Regions from separate parts of the Drosophila melanogaster genome. Here region 2 is linked to region 1. The links are chromatin contacts, called in public Hi-C maps. All regions are on one chromosome and are shown on one strand. The core of a region is the stretch at or near the end of the contact, and the rest is flanking DNA. Distances in the headings are between cores, read along the strand shown.

Region 1 (2,540 bases), core at 21-2,520:
GGATCCTTTGCTGCTGTTGTAGGTCAGGTCGCCCAGGGGATGGGGTGTGACCAGGACGTTTCCGGAGGCGGGTATGGTGTCCACCAGGAAATCCGTTTGAGTGGCCTTGGCACTGGTCGCCGATCGAATGTGGTACATGAAGTGGTGCTGTGAGTTGTCCTGCTGGCGCCTAAGCTTCTGCTGGCATTCGCTTAGCTCGGTGCGCAGGGTCTCGAAATTGCACTTCATCTTCACAAAATCATCTGTCTTTCTGTCCAGTCGTTCCTGGACATACTCGTTGAAGCCCTGCAGACGCTTCGCTTCTACTCTCAATGAGTTGATCTTTTGCTGCAGGCTCTCGTTCTCGGCCAGCAATCGATCAAAGCTGCTGCTAGAGTTGTTTGAATTGGAATTGTAATTCGAATCGGAGTTGGAGTGAGTCTGGCAGTTTTTGTCCACCTTGAAGTCACCATCATGGACATACACCTGCTGCAATGTGGGCGTTAGACTCTCCGGCATAGAGTTCACTCGCTGGAATCCGGCGAACTTCACATTGCGTCTCTTTTGGTCCTGCGCCTGGATCTCCGCTATGTACTGGCCCACCTTGCTGGTCACGTGCTGGAAGCGGCGCTTCGTGTAGGCCGAATGGATGTCCTGGTAAGAGACCGCCTTGCTGGAGCGCCCGCTGCCCAATGGAGCCTTCTCGCAACCCAGTTTATGATCATCGCCTGGTTGAATAAGAAAGGATACATGTTAGCACTAGCTAATTGACTGTGCCCATTGAATGAAGTACCCATTATACATCGAGACATGGAAGTACCAAAATTATACATATATGAGATATGTTTGATGGGAATATTTCTCCCATTGTAGTTAAGCAAGTGTAGAGAGAGAGCGAACACTTCTTACCATCGACATCCTCATCATAGTCGTCCTCATCCTCCTGATCACGACCCACGGGATCGCTTACGCATGTCTTGGCGCTCTTGTTGGCCACATCCCCATCCGCATCAAAGTCTGGATCCGCGTAGCAGATCTCCAAAAATGGCGCTGTATCCCGCTCGAAGACTGCGGGCTTATGGTGCTCCGCGAACCAGGTATTCCTGGCGCCACTGCTACTCAAATTGTTCAGCTGGTCAAACAGCTCGTCCGTCGGAAAACTCTCGTCCTGTAGACTCATCGCTTTTTATGCGGAAATCCGAAAAGCGGGGGAAATAATACAATTAACACGAGACACAAAATTACACGCGGATTCCAATTGGAGCGGGAAAGGCGCCGTTACATTCTGGCTAACTGGAAACTGGCTAGTGTGACCATTTCCAATCAGTGAAAATCATTGTCAGGGTAAATTCTATTTTTAAATTAGACAAAATTTAAATTAGACAATAAAAATAAAAATAAGCTAGGTGGTAGTAATTGAAAAAAATTAATTTCAATTAAATATGGCAGCGAATTGAAAAAATACCATATTAAGCTTTCGACTGGCATAAAAATATACTAGACATGGGAAGGCATAAAAATGCACTAACGCCGGATGTCAGCGAACAACATGAGTTGGTCACCTTAACGTTACATCATGTGCATTTAAAAAAAATTAATAATATTAACTAAATTTCGTGAAATTGCTTCTCTGCAACTGGATTCTAGTCGGCAATGTACGGTTATTGGAAGTTCGAACCACGCTTTCCACAATTTGCCATTTGAAAACGCATCAGCTGAGGGGCAGCAATTAAAAGAATCGAACAACCGGAGAGGAAAATAAATACAAATATAAAATAAAACAAATACAAATATGAGCGAGAGTGGCATTAATCAGGTTAGTTGATAGAGCGAGAGGGCAGATTAAACTTTATCAACTCGATTTACGCACACAGATGTAAATTGTCAGAAAAAAGAAAAACCAAAAACATTAGATTATTATACTTTTTTCGCCTATATTTGTTTGCAGCGCAATTGGACCACGTGTGTGTGTGTGCGTGCAATTTGCGTTGCGGTATTTTCCTTTTCGCCAAATACAGTGCACTCTCGACATAGCGAACAACAAATCAATAGTTTATGTTCTCTCTAAGATATACTTAGCAAACACATGCTTGATTTTGTAGCGCACATTTTGTTTAACACTTAAACCACTCAAGTTGAGCTTATCTGGTGCGCACTGTATTCAATCGTTTTGTTTTTTCTTTCGTGTCATAATTTTTCATTTAATTTCGTTTCAGTTTTATGACGTTGATTTTTGAGCAAATACCCCCAAAAGCAATATAACACACAATAAACAGAGATAGTTAAGTTTTGAGTTTCGGGTTGGCGGCGAAGTTGCAGAAGTTGGAAGTCTGAACAACCAAATCCCCTGGGCTGCATACCTTTTGTTTTGTATCGCAATTCTCTTCTTCTACCAAAAAACCATCTGCTAAACCGAATCAACCATAAACCGGATCCCGAAATGGCGGCCTACTTGAACCGCACCATCTCGATGGTGACCGGGCAAACGGGCCCCGCCGACGACGACCGTCACGCCTCCTCCACGGACACGGTGGACAAATCCGGACCCGGTTCCCCGCTAT
Region 2 (2,540 bases), core at 28-2,527, 290 kb after region 1:
CCTTGCCAAGCTTCGCCTTATCCTGACTCTCGGTCCAAGCTTTGGCGATCATCTGCTTCGTCTTGGAGTCACCGTCGTTGTACATCTTCTTCATGATGTTAACAAGCGCCGATTCGGGATTGTCGCCATCTTTGGACAATTCGCTGTCCTTCTTTTGCTTCAAACGCTTCTGGATAGCGGTGAGCACATCCCAGTGCTTGTCCTCAACCTTCTGCAGATAGATGGCCACCATGTCGGTCTTGATCTTTCGGTAGCTCTTCTCCACATCGATACTGTGCAGCAGATTGTTTACGGTCAGCCCAAAGTCCTTGCCCTGAAGATCGCGCACATGGAGCTGCAACGAGTTAGGTGTGTAGGTGACTGTCACATTCTCCTCCGTGCAGCCCTGCACTCCGTTCAAGGTGATGAAGAGCTTCACGAACTTGGCGCTCTGGTCCCAGCCGTAGTCGGTCAGCTCGTGCAGATATCTGGGCGATCGAAATGGGGATTCATTAGTGGGGCTTGCATGGTTTAAGAAATCTCTGCCCATATATAGTGATGTAGAAAGATGTGGAACTACATTTGGGATATGGACTAATCCCGAAGAGATTTTGTGTTTCGGTCGATTGGGTGTTGGGTTTCTTGGACCTCATGGATTTGCTCACCTCTTGGCTTCGCTCGACCCGGTGGCCTGTCGCTCTGCCGCAATTTTGGCCTTCAACTCCAGATTGACAATCTCCCGTTCCGCCTCCGCTTTAGCGGTGGTCAGCACGTCTTTTACGCGGGCACCTTTCGCCTGCTGCAGGAAGGCCGCCAGCTCGGCCACATCGCTTTTCAGCTGTGTTATTCGATGGGTGTGGGGTTATTTCACTGATGGCTCGTTTTTCAACAACTCGGACTTACCTGTTCCAATGACATTTTGTTTTGTCTGAATAACAGTTGATTAATTTTGTAGGTTCGCAGAAATTTCGAGCAATTCAATGACGCCGGCGCCCGTGGTGAATGTACTAAAAAACGATTAACGCGTGGCGAGCACGGAGCACACTGCGAAAAATACTATTTCACGGTATTTTCAGTATATCAAGTGCCAGCTTTGGTGCACAAAATGTTACATTTAATTATTAAATGTATATATTACTACGACAAAGGGTTGTTTTGTTTTAGAGCTTACTAATGTCAAATTAGAAATACGTGATATTTGAATCCAAGAATGGGCAGATGACTAGTAAATCATGATCCATTATTAATTGATATGATTTTTGTTATAAACTTCTACTTCCGCCGGAAAAGCGATTTTCCCGCCAAACCAGGGTGACCAGTTGGAGGCAGCACACAAGCAATTTTGGTATTACATCCCCGGCGGACGGCGAGCACACTGATCCATAATCTCGAAAAAACCATCGATGGCATCGAACCGGCTGGAACTGAACCATCGATATTATCAGTAGCGCCATCGATGGTTTGATAGCACCTCAGCTCCCGCGGAACGCCGACCAGAACACACGATTCAGACAATACGACCAGTGACCAGAGTTGTTCATGTGCTCCATCCAGGGTATCCACATACAACCAACGGACGCTGCGCCACAGCCAGAGTTCCGGGATTAAAAGGGCGGCGCAGCAGGACTCCGGATTGGAAACAAAAACTATCCAAGTGAGTAGAGGAGTTGTCATCTCAGTTACTGCTGCCGCTCGTCCATACGGCAAATGTCAAAACTGTTCAACCGTTCGGAAACACTTTGCTTTACACTTTGGCCTGGCCGAGAACAGAAATTTTTTAATAAAAAAAATTCCGTGTCAAAATTTGCTCTTTTTAGGCACTTTTTTTTTCTGTAAAAACCGCCATAAAACCACCACAAGCACCATCAATACGCCGATGCCCAAGAAGATTGTGCTCCTGAGGAACAATGGCCGATCGAGTTATGTGCCAGGAGTTGGCCACACCAGGCAGTCACTATCGTCGCCCCAAAACGGGAGTGCCCAGCACCAATGTGGTGTACGCCAATGGTGGCGGATCCTGGCGTGCGGCGCCAAGGCAAACCCAAAGGCTGCCGCGCCAGACCGTTCAGCAATATGCCACCGGCACTCCGGCAACTGGAAGCGCGGGCAGGCATTCGGGCAGAGCATTCGCCACTGCGGGCGCCACCGAGGAGCAGACAGTGGAATTCAATGGAGCTGCAGTCATGGGTCTGCCCGCCACGCCGCGTACAACCAAACAGGCACGCAACAAAAGCGAAGGTAAGTTCAGTTGCTGATCCAACTTGTTAGTGCATACAGATGAATTTAATTGGTTGTATTTTGCTGCAGAAGCCATCAATGATCTCCTCACACGAATCCCGGACATTGGCAAGCTGTTCGATGTTCACAGCCGGATTGGCAACGGAACCTTTAGCACGGTGCTGCTGGGCACACTGCGCCGGGAATCGCATCTGCCGGACAGTCTGCGTCGCAAGTTCGCCATCAAGCATCACATACCAACCAGTCATCCGGATAGGATAATGAAGGAGTTGCAGTGCATGACCAAAATGGGGTAGGTTCCTCATTTCGTTTCCCCACTTGGT

Evidence for each region. A called contact is a pair of places that touch in the nucleus more often than the background predicts.
Region 2: a Hi-C map of the Kc167 cell line shows a contact between it and region 1, with 4 times the contacts expected there. The contact joins the promoter of Cdc7 here to the promoter of swa in region 1. A contact is called at or near these places in 47 of 107 Hi-C or Micro-C datasets (the D17-c3 cell line, the Kc167 cell line, the ML-DmBG3-c2 cell line and 17 more) and 1 of 6 datasets of contacts at active chromatin or transcription factors (the Kc167 cell line).

What each region holds. Positions count from the first base shown.
Region 1 is chrX:6,364,438-6,366,977 of dm6, forward strand. It overlaps swa (swallow), which reads right to left and starts at 1,271. Exons shown (of 3, transcript NM_078505.4): 1 at 889-1,271; 2 at 1-707. The coding sequence starts at 1,159. It overlaps Marf (Mitochondrial assembly regulatory factor), which reads left to right and starts at 1,512. Exons shown (of 8, transcript NM_206635.3): 1 at 1,512-1,634; 2 at 2,196-2,540. The coding sequence starts at 2,420.
Region 2 is chrX:6,653,264-6,655,803 of dm6, forward strand. It overlaps Cdc7 (Cdc7 kinase), which reads left to right and starts at 1,278. Exons shown (of 4, transcript NM_167080.2): 1 at 1,278-1,633; 2 at 1,797-2,217; 3 at 2,287-2,509. The coding sequence starts at 1,887. CG3226 reads right to left here and starts at 985. Exons shown (of 3, transcript NM_132104.4): 1 at 883-985; 2 at 645-817; 3 at 1-467. The coding sequence starts at 897.